Regions from separate parts of the Mus musculus genome. Here all the other regions are linked to region 2. A link is a contact called in public promoter capture Hi-C data. All regions are on one chromosome and are shown on one strand. The core of a region is the stretch at or near the end of the contact, and the rest is flanking DNA. Distances in the headings are between cores, read along the strand shown. Region 1 holds the start of 4930444P10Rik (RIKEN cDNA 4930444P10 gene). Region 2 holds the start of Sbspon (somatomedin B and thrombospondin, type 1 domain containing). Region 3 overlaps Rdh10 (retinol dehydrogenase 10 (all-trans)).

Region 1 (3,717 bases), core at 940-3,439, 200 kb before region 2:
CATTCATTATTTTCACGTTTGCCCTTTGTTGTTTCTTCTGGCTGCAATGTGTGGATAAAGACTTGTGTTCCAGAGATAGCTCAGTGAGTTAATTACCTGCTGCTCAACTGTGAGGCCTGGAAGCCCAAGTACCCACGTAAAAGCTGTGCATGCTAGACTAAGTCTGCAATCTCTTTGTTCTTACAGGGGTAAGAGGTAGATTTAGCAGAGTCCACAGAAGCTTGGAGGCCAACTAGTCTAGTCTAGTCAGCAAATGACATAGACCTTGTCTCAAATAAGTGGATAACAGCCGTGTTGTTCTCTGATCAAACGGACTTGCTCTCTGACATATGCTCATGTGTAACACACATACACACACACACACATACCACACACACACTTGAAACACTTGAAACACTTAGCCTGAGGTAGGGGTTGTGCATGTCTTTAATCCCAGCACCTGCAGAGGCAGGCAGATCTCTGATTTCCAGGCCACTCTGGTCTACATGGTGAGTTCTAAGAACAGCTAAGGCTACACTGTGAAACCTTGTCTTAAAACAACAACAAAAAAATAACAACATAAGCAGACACTTTAAGGAGAGATGGTAAAACAGTAAAATGCAGTGGCCTCCCTGAGTTGTGTTATGTCACTGTAATAAGAGGTGCATTTTCTAGAATTGGCTCCTTCTTTGTTTCTACTGTGTTTTAAATGTTTGTGTTCATGCTGAAACTTAATGCTCAATTTAACATCTAAAGGTCCCACAAGATTGGCTGTGATTAGATTAAGAGCTTCATCCTTATCGGTGGGATCAGTGCCTTATAAATTGGCTGGAGGCAAGAGAGTAGGTCTGGTTTTTACCCTTCTCCATGTGACATTTGTCTTTCTGGAGGGATGCAGTGTTCAAGAATCTCAAAGAAAATATTGTGTCCTCACCACACACTGACCCTGTCTTCACCGTGATCTTGAATTTCTCAGCAGTAGAACTTTAAGGAAAAAAAAAAAAGAAGAAAGAATTACGGTAGAGTTTTAGATATGCAGCCAAAGAACAGTTTGGGGAAAGGCAGGCTCTGTAGGGTACAGGAGCCGGGGGGGGGGGGGGCATGGAAAAGAAAACCTTTCAATCTTAAATGTTTGAATGCTGGTATATTGTTTAACCCATATAATCTCTTCTATGTGATTCTCCACTATGCAACCCCAGAACTGAATTTATAGTTGTTTTTGAGATGGACTTCAGACATATTTTCTCCTAATTTCCACCCTTGTCTTAAGTTCTGCTGGTTAGTATGCAACCCAATCCTAAATGTGTCTCTTTATCCTTATTTTTCATGAATTCTTTTAGTTATACAAAGTACACATACGTGTTTTTATTGGAGGTAGAATCATGTGCTTCCTGGACTGGCCTTGAACTTACTGTGATGACCTTGAACTAAGGATCAAACCCAGCTTCAGCATGCTGGGAAAATATTCCACCGCAAAGTCCATCTCACTGCTCTGCTACCTCCAGTTTTTCACGAGGGGCTAGCTTTCACTACCCTGGTATCACAGCCTGGATCTAATCTGAATTGGCTTTCTTTTGTTGTTTTTTGTTTTGTTTTGTTTTTTTCGAGACAGGGTTTCTCTGTATAGCCCTGGCTGCCCTGGAACTCACTTTGTAAACCAGGCTGGCCTCGAACTCAGAAATCTGCCTGCCTCTGCCTCCCGAGTGCTGGGATTAAAGGCGTGCGCCACCACGCCCGGCTGAATTGGCTTTCTTAACAGGGAACTTCAATACTGATGTTCTCTGTGTTAAGCAGTGTGAGGCATGCTGATGTTGAGATCTTACTAAGTAGGTGAGGTGCTGGTCCAAGGTAGGGTGGAGACACACTTTCCACAAAATACTTGAAACGGTCTAGTTACAATGAATCTGAAAAATGAGACTGATATCAGCTGATGTGCCAGTGACCTGGCACAAATCCCCTCCTTGTCCAACTGTCCATTCTCACTTCTACCCTTGGAAGAGTATTAGGACAGCTGTCAGCCAGCCTTGTTTTTTCATCGCTCCCCTCTCAGAAGTGACCCAAAGGCCGGCATCCACCCTGGCTTCATACCGACTGGGAGTCCTTCCCTGCTCTCTCAGCCATCCCAGCATCCACCTTGGCCCACTATCCTGAGGCTGCTGTATCCGCCTAGCTCAGTGGGGCGGCCCCAGGCTACGGGCGCCTAGCAACCAACGGTGTACCGGGCAAGCGGGGCCGCAGCTGCGAGCGCTCGCTGGCCCCGGCTGGCCCCGGCTGGCCCCGGCCTTGCTGAGCGGCGGCCGAGCTCGGAACATCGCCGGGCTGCCGGCCGCCAAGCATGCTCGCCCTGAGAGTGGTGCCAGTGCGAGAAGGCTGCCGGCTGCCCCGCCCCACCGCGGTGGACAGCCCGGAGACGCGGCTAGCCTCAGCCGAGAGCTCGCGTCCACCCACGGCCGTCGCTGGCTCCCACACTGCCCGCTGCCCCCGCTGGCCCAGACATCCTCCTTGGTGCCGTGGGTCCGGCACCTGAAGAAGCCCATCTCCTCTGTACAGCTGCGGGGACGGTGAGTGCGGGAAGCCGGGGCTCCAGGCTGGAGCCAGGAAGGGCTCTCTTCAAGAAGGGGAAACTGATGCCTTCAGAGCCACGTGGAACACTCCAAAGCTGCCCTCAAGGCGCTTCGACAGCATGGCTTGGGCATGAGGACCTAAACTGGCACCGTTTGTGGGGTCAGGTGTCAGGAAACGAGGACGAAACGCTGAATATTCTTTTCACACTTTTTAGGTTCTGTCCAAGCAAAGGACCCTTGAGTTTCCTGGACAGAGCTTTACAAGTTCACTCTGCATCTCTCCTAGAGCTTAAACCTAAGGTTGGGAGCAGAGATGTTGCCTTTCTTTCACATGGCCTTCTTTCTCCAGTCTCAACTAGATGGATCAGAACGCCCTATATTGCCAATTCTGTTTTGTATCATTTCTGATGTGCTCATATTTGTGGGTATATTTCTTATTTTCACTATAATCTAAAGGTACAAGAAAATAATTGTGCTGGTCATGTAGACTTATGTACTGGTTCTCCATACTGGTCATCTAGCCCCTTTGGAGTCATAAACACCAAGGAAACCATAGGGACATATGCAAACAACTTGGCAAACAGGCTATTGTGTTCTTTGAAACAAAAAAACCTCAGGTCTCATATTGTGTGCATATGGAATCCCTATTAGTTAAGTGTTAGAATAATATTTCATAAAACTTTTGTTGTTACACTTTAAAACACACTGTCTGTTTTTGAAATTGTGCATTGGTGCGCTTCGCTGACTCGCCCTGAGACACAGGTTTATTTTCTACCTACTTCTTTTACTTTAAAATATGCCCAGTGTTTTCTTTCTTCCACATTTTCCTCTGTTATTTTGGCCACGAGTGGTATAACCTATACATTTCTAATTGATACTGGATTCAGGTTTTGCATTTTACAAATATTTCACAACAACTAACTTTTTTTTTTTATTCATTCACTTTCCATCCCGATTGCTGTCGTAGCTCCCCAACAATGAACATTCTTACACAAAGAAACAGTTCTGTGGAATAAATCCCTTGAAACAGAACTGCTGAGTAGGCTGGGAATGGCTCAGCACGCGAAGGCTGGGCATTTGCCGCACAGATGTCTTGGCTTCGATTCCAGAACTCAGAGAGCCAGCGCTACAGGGTTGTCCTCTGACTTCCACTTGTATGCTATGGCAGATGGGT
Region 2 (3,726 bases), core at 1,172-3,671:
CAGAGAATGGACCTTAAGTCATCACAAGGTATTTAGAAGACACTTTGTGCTCAGTTTACGCCTGTCACCGGATGTCCTGTCGGCGTCTCATGGAGATCAGAGTAGCATTCTGTGTGGGATGAAGATGCTGAGGCGATAGCAGTTAAGTTGAATCCAAGTCCTTTCTGAACGCAAAGCCCAGATCTCCAGATTGTGAACTCGAAGCTGGTGGGTTGGAGCAGTGTAGATGGGTTGGAGAGCCTCCTGCCTGGCAAACAAGTATGCTAACCCTGCAGTTCCAGCCCATTTCTAACCTTTTTCCTGTCAACTTTTGCTTTTGTCGGTGCATAAAGGAAAAGGAAGTGAAGATATGGTATTTGAGCTAGCATTTGACATTAGGCTCTTTACTTCTCTCTTTTATTTTTATGTGTGTGAGCACTCACCTTAGTGTGTACATGTGCATGTACATGTGTGTGGGTGTGTTTTCTATGTGGCCAGAAGGAGTCCATCACCCTAATCACCTGACCTGGCAGTTAATTACCCCAAGTGAGCACTGAGAACCAAACTTGGGTCTGCTGGAAGAACAGCCAGCTCTTCTAATCACTCATCTCCCCAGCCCATCTTTCACTTCTGTTAAGACAGAGCTCACCTCCTCTTCTCTGTTACCATTTCATTTCAAGCTTTGGTCTGGAAAATGAGCTAGTCAGTGGATTGTTTGCTTTTACACCTTTCTGGCACTATTCCAGACTCTTATGGCATTACAGAAGTATCTGCCCAGAGGCATCCCATGGAGAAGACAGTCTAGAAAAGGTGTGGAGATGAATTGCATGAATGTGTTGTGACAAAACGGCAAATGAAACTTCTCACAGGAGGAACGCTGAGGGTGTATGTAATCTGTTGGCAAGAGTATTTAGTCCTAACCATCAAAACTAAAAACACAAAGAAGTAAAAAACACAAAGAAGTACACATCATTTCTTTAAAAGCTAAAGGAAGAGATAGTTGCCAGAAAGGAAAACAAACAAAAAAAAAAGCCTTTCAATGCTGAGAACTTACTTGTATAAACTCACAAAGAAAAATTTCTTTTTTTTTTCTTTTTAGAGTATATTTTCTTTGGATGATCAAATAGCATTACATTCTACATTGGTCAATACAATCTGAGACCAGGACTTATCAGATACAACCCTTACAATGTAGGTTTGTCCATTGCATAGCATGCTTAATTTTTATATTTGGTTGCTAAGTTGCTTTATCACACTTGTAGTAAAGTTTAAAATTTCTACTTATATTACTTTCTCTCCAATGACAGAAATTCCTCTTTGAGAAGCTCTTGCATGAAGAAGGAAGAAACCAGACTTTGAATTTAATTTGATTTCTTATGTTTTCAGATATAGAAAGTGTTCCTTTCTACAAACCATGCTAATTAAATGATTTAAGGTCATAAAGAAAAAGTGAAACTCCCAGAATTAATCTCAGTGAATAAAGTGTAGAAAACTTAATATATTTAGAGAAGAGAAAGAAACACATATAAAAACTTGGGCATAAAGCTGGGTGTAAAGGCCTATGCCTTTCGTTCCAGCACTTGGGAGGCAGATGGCAGTAGCTCTCGTGAGTTCGATACCATCCCATCCTGGTCTACATGGCAAGTTACAGGTCAGCCAGAAGTAAGTAGCAAGTCCCTCATCTCAACAAGCAAGTAAACAAACAAGTTGCCGGTGGGGTGTCGCTTAGTAGGATGACCTTGCATCGGTCAGGATCTAATTTCCATTCTCAACGTGGCAAGAACAAGACAACAAACAAAGATGTGCACGCGAATAAAACCCTCCAAAATTAGACGAACACCTTAGAGTGAAAGTTATTATAAAAAAACAAAAACAAAAACCGAAAAACCATTATTGGTGGGGGTTCTCTTTGGGAAATCGGCTTTAACAAAAAAACAGAGTACAGTTTCTACTTTATCATTTTCTTCGTATTCATTAATTTGTCCTTTAAGTGAAGGAAAGTAGCATTTTTTTCTGGGTGAGAAAAAAGCCACTATAAAATGCTGCAGAAAGATACTTCTCTGTGCCCGACAGGGCCCAGGAGAGTTGGAGAAACAGTTGGGAAAAGACTCCGAGGGCTTTCTAGAGCGAGCTGGGGCGCTTGGGGGTCGCCCGGGTGCACAGGGGCTCCATCCATTTTCTGGCGGCTTTCCGGGTGCAAACAGGCACGGGCTACCGCGTCCCCAGACCTAAGGAGGCAGAGTTTGGATCCTGGGGAGAGTGGCCGGTAGCGGGCTGTGAGAGCACCTGGGGTGGTCGGGGGTCGGCTGGTGGCCAGGAGGAGAAGCGCGTCCCACCTGGGCCCCAGTGCCACCCGCCCAGAGCCCGCCGAGCGGGCGCACAGCCAGGGCAGCCGAGGGGCGGTGCGGAAGGGCGGAGGGCCGAGGGCGGGGGCTTCGGCTGTCGGAGGAGCCGAGCTCTTGCCCGAGGCTCTAGCTGGGTCCGTTCGCAAGTGTCGCGGCAGCTCTGGCCATGAAGACCCTGTGGATGGTGCTGTGCGCTCTGGCGCGGCTGTGGCCCGGGGCCCTGGCTGGCTGTGCAGAGGCCGGCCGCTGCTGTCCTGGCCGGGACCCAGCCTGCTTCGCCCGCGGCTGGAGGCTGGACAGGGTCTATGGAACATGCTTCTGTGACCAAGCCTGCCGTCTCACCGGGGACTGCTGCTTCGACTACGACAGGGCGTGCCCAGGTGGGTGGCTGGGCGCCGGGAGGGACCCCTAGGAAGCCAGGAATCTTCTGGTCACTTCCAGGCCAGTCCAGTATCAGCCTTCGCAATCCCAGTACCCCACCCCCACCCCAACTCCCGCTCCATTCCAGGCTTCCCAGTCGGCTTCATCTAATGTCCCCGAAGCACACCCCCTAACATCTGTGGGGATCACCTCTGGGATGTGTTCTGTGACTCAAGAACTCTAGCTTCATAGAGTCACCTGGGGCCTGGAAGGATGGTGCTGACAGTTGTCAGGGGTGTGTCCCTGGACCAGCCGTCACCACACTCATTCTGTCAACCTCATAAAGTTTGGGGATAGAGAAAACTAACAAGGCCAGGAAGATGAGACTGTCTCACTTTGTATCAAGCTTGCCCTGGGAGGGGCCTCCACTTTCTTAGAGGTCTGAGGTGTTCTGTGGTGGGCTCCAACATGGACCACCGCTGTTTCCTGTGAGGAGGTTTTCTGTGCTCTTGGAACTATCTTTAGGATACTTTCTTTCCTCAAGTCTCTGTAGTGTTTGATCCTTCCCTTTAGAATGAGGTCTTTTCTTATCTAACATTCCCATAGCATCTCACAGTACCCCTTGGTAGGGTTCTGTCAACGCAGGTTTAATTGAACTTAAAGGTAAAGGAAGAAATGAGAAACACAGTCCTGAAAAACAAGCCGTGACCAAGAAGTCAGCTCTGAAAACCAAAGCAGCTTTGCTCCTTGCTAATCAGATCAGTCCCAAAGTTGTCCATATGATAGGGTTTGTCCTCACACAAGTCCTAGGCAACTTCTGAGGAGAGGACCCAAGGGCTGGGCCACACTCCAGGAACGAGAGGCCCAGTAGCAACAAGGCCTCTCTTGCCTCTTTGCTAAGAGCCTGTCAATCCCAGGCAGGTCAGTCACCCAGCCATGATACTGTGGAAGGGCACAGCCAAAAAACCTCCAAGATTTACTGGCGGATGCCCTTTTTGATAAGTTCTCCCCCCATTCCCGTGACAAGTCATCTTGCCTCAGT
Region 3 (3,330 bases), core at 320-2,819, 220 kb before region 2:
GATCTAAGATTAAACAGTTAATTTAAGGTTTTCGTACTAAGCACACATACAAAGGTAATTTTATACAATCATTTTGCCTGTGTTTCGACTTCATCACATGGTCAGTGTGGCTTGCACATTTCTATGGAGAGGTGCTCTTGTTTCTCAGGACTTCCAGTCAGATGGACTTTCTCGAGGCATGGCTCTGTGCACCAGTCCCCTGCCCACTACTTATCATTAGACAGAAGGAAAGCAAGCAAGGAAATTAGTGAGGCCCGTCCTCTGCACGCTCAACCAGAGCAAGGATCTGAGCGCAGGCAAACCTGCTGCTTGCCTTGCTTGCTCGCTCGCTCGCTCGCCAGCAGTCATTTTAGTTTCTGAAAGAACTGAAGCAGAAACTTAGGGAACTCTGTGATTACTAATTTTCCTTATCCCAAGAAAAGCCTTAAATAAAAAGGATTCCTCCTTAAAGTTCTTCCAATTCTCAAGTCAGGTTGTTAAAAGTACTTCCAAGTAGTTTTCTGCCACTAAATTAATTCACTAAGGTCACTGAATCAATCCACTGGAATTTGTCAAAGATCTTGAACGGCTCCCAGACAATTGGAGCAACAACAAATTTAAGGGAAAAGAATAAACTGAGAGGATGTGGGCAGCTGAATGTTGAACTACATTTGTAGCTCTTCTCCCTGCCCTAGGGGCCGGCCGGTCCTGCAATGGACTGGGCACTCTCCATTCAGCCTTTAGGAAAAAGCTACTCAGTATTGGTTAGCATTAGCACGGGCTAAAGAATGCTCCACTGACATACCTATTTGGACAGATAATGAATAAAGACCTGGGTATAGAAATTCCCAGAGACAGAAAACAAGTATCAACTTTGCTTCAAGAAATTGAGATAACCAGCACAAGTCACTCCATGAGCAAACAACAAGGTCATCCCTTGAACCAAGAACCGGGGACTGTCCATCAGGGCCTGCCATCCTTATAGAGAAAGACACCATTTGACCCATGTGGAAACATCTGGATCTGTTTCTCTTGCACAATCATGGTGTGTCTGCCTACCTCTGAGCCAAGGAATCACTCTGCAGCTCAGACTGGCATCTAACTAACCTGTGACAGTGCTCTCTCAGGGTAGTGAGGTGTCTAGTCCAACTGAGGTTGAGACCATACCAGAGGACATAATAGCTACTAAACTGGGAAGATAGGTAGAAATTGGTTTTGGAAGGTTCAAGACACCATGCAAATGACCTCTGATTTCTGACTGTGAGCAATATGGTCACACAAGATTTTAAGTAAGCACATTTCAAACTCAATACTAGTTAGATAACCCTGGATTGGGCAGCAAAGAATAGACATAGGGAAAGAAGTCCAGAGGCTCATTAGAGTCCAGGTGAGAAATAATGACAGAGGAAGTACAGATTTATCTGAAAAGAACTTGGTGACCAGTGAATGAGCACAGGAGAGACAACTGCTGCCAAGCTTGGTGAGTCAGCCAGTGGTTTAAAAAAGAGGGAGTTAGCTTACTATCAGTGGAACAGGAGAGGTCAGCAGCTAAGAGAACAGCACAAGTTTGCAAATGGCCTAGAATCACAGTTAGGCAACTGAAGCAGATCACCCAGTTAGATAGAGGCACAGGGAGAATGGTGTGAACACACAACACTAAGGAGCCGGAGAGCTAAGGTGGTGGAAGGGTGGATTCCCTTGCATTTCAAGGAGGTAGTCAAGGGCACATTCTGTGATAATACAGGCTTCCCTCTGCACCAGGCACCGAAGGAGCACTGCTAACTGCCCAGACAATTGAGAATTTAAGGCACATGTTACCTAGTGCTTCCTAAACGAGTCTGACAACCAGGCACATATTACCACACATTCATTAAAGATGAAGTGACATTTTTTATGTATGACATAACATCTTGTTCCTTGCTTACACCACTGATTCAAAGGACATTATATCATGTTGTAAATTGTGACGTTCAGGAGCAATAGATTTGGGCCCCACATGTAATGTTTCATATATAGAAATTCAAGTTTCATTGAGCATGCGATCTCATTCCGTGTACACAGTCCAGTCCCATATATCTCCAAGCAGTTGCCAATCTAGAGAGATGTTTCATCAGTTTTCAACTACCACAGAATCTGACAAGGTGTGTCAGCTCTGACCTCTGCTCAGCCCCCACCCTTAGCCAGTGCTCCTATGCTCACACACTCTTACACACAGAATGTGCATGGAGGCAGAGAGCCAGTTCTGGCACACTGTCAAAAACATGCTACAAACTCCTCATTTTCAGCAGCTATCCTAAAACAGGAAAGCAGTATTACATAAAGGATCTAGAGTTCTGTAATATTATAGTACAGAGAAGAAAGCATTAGACAAAAAATTTTATGAGTACTTTAGAAATAAAAAATTTAAATTCTAAGCCTAAGAGAATTTAAGCTAAACTATATTTCTCTAGTCTGAGAATACAGGAATACATATGTAAGATTGAAAACCAGTAAATCTTATAAGAACTCAAAATGTTAATGATCAGGGTCTATTCTTGAGATATTAGGTACCATGGTAGCACGCTAATGTCTTTAAGTGCTGCCTTATTCTGGTCTAGCTGGTGGGCTTTTACTTTTCTTGGATGGATTTTAACTAAATAGACTTTAGACGTTTGGATATAGATAAATGCTGAATTCAGTAATTAGTATTTTAAAACCGTGAAACCTTTTAAGTTAAGTGGTCTATTAATTAACTACCAATTATCTTGTCTGACTACCATATCAATAGAAGTAAATTACTGACTAGCTATCTGACAGATTTAGTCCTTTACCACGGAAGATTCCTTCTGCACATAAAAGGCCTGGGGTGAACACTTTTGCGTTCCCCTTTTGGGTAATCAGGGATCAGTTTGCCATTTTGATAAAAGCCAAACACAGTCCATTGGTCAAAAGGAACCTACAGATAAACTCTGGCTCAGAAACAAACAGATTCTACTCCTGCTCCAGAAAAACAGTAAGTAAAGCTAAGTTAACTATTTTGGGGAAGTGCGAGAGTGCAGTCAGCGTATGCAGGCCTGCTTCTGGGTCACTTGGTAGAATAGAGGTGTGTTTTCAGGTTCTTGCCTCTTGCTGAGACAATGACTTCCATGCAAATGCGCACTTGTCCTCGGTGGTCTGGTTCCACAGTTCACTAAAGCCTACCTTGCATTTATTATTCATTTCCTGACTATCTCGACCAGGAGAAGGTTCCTGCAAGATCTGTTAGGCACAAAAGGACTTTAAAAGTTAATGTCAATGCTGACCAGGAGACTGTGCCAAATATGACAGGCAGCCAAAAAGCCTTCCAAGTCTGCCAAGTGCACTTGGCTCAGA

What was found. Promoter capture Hi-C pulls out the DNA fragments that hold promoters and counts their contacts.
Region 1: a contact with region 2 is called in a promoter capture Hi-C map of hippocampal neurons, with 5 times the contacts expected there. The contact joins the promoter of 4930444P10Rik here to the promoter of Sbspon in region 2. A contact is called at or near these places in 18 of 39 promoter capture datasets (the 3T3-L1 cell line, 3T3-L1-derived adipocytes, the C10 cell line and 12 more), 9 of 484 Hi-C or Micro-C datasets (the AML12 cell line, cardiomyocytes, cortical neurons and 3 more), 10 of 115 datasets of contacts at active chromatin or transcription factors (the 230-238 cell line, the SCID.adh cell line, T-cell acute lymphoblastic leukemia and 5 more) and 3 of 9 other capture datasets (adipose tissue, liver and pancreatic islet).
Region 3: a contact with region 2 is called in a promoter capture Hi-C map of liver, with 2.2 times the contacts expected there. The contact joins the enhancer-like site here to the promoter of Sbspon in region 2. A contact is called at or near these places in 15 of 39 promoter capture datasets (the 3T3-L1 cell line, the HPC-7 cell line, HPC-7-derived erythroid cells and 9 more), 4 of 484 Hi-C or Micro-C datasets (cortical neurons, epidermal suprabasal cells, nephron progenitors and 1 more), 11 of 115 datasets of contacts at active chromatin or transcription factors (the 230-238 cell line, the SCID.adh cell line, T-cell acute lymphoblastic leukemia and 6 more) and 1 of 9 other capture datasets (pancreatic islet).

The regions. Positions count from the first base shown.
Region 1 is chr1:16,091,797-16,095,513 of GRCm38.p6, reverse strand. It overlaps 4930444P10Rik (RIKEN cDNA 4930444P10 gene), which reads left to right and starts at 2,189. Exons shown (of 5, transcript NM_001243238.2): 1 at 2,189-2,540.
Region 2 is chr1:15,891,417-15,895,142 of GRCm38.p6, reverse strand. It overlaps Sbspon (somatomedin B and thrombospondin, type 1 domain containing), which reads left to right and starts at 2,421. Exons shown (of 5, transcript NM_001033288.3): 1 at 2,421-2,704. The coding sequence starts at 2,491.
Region 3 is chr1:16,111,925-16,115,254 of GRCm38.p6, reverse strand. All of the region lies in intron 2 of Rdh10 (retinol dehydrogenase 10 (all-trans)), which reads right to left. Among named protein-coding and RNA genes, the nearest start is that of Rdh10, 7.7 kb to the right of the region's middle. Within about 2 kb of position 1,569, at least 31 of the 459 cell types and tissues checked have an H3K27ac peak or open chromatin away from gene starts, as enhancers often do. A contact at or near this core is called in liver and pancreatic cancer cells, where this site is marked.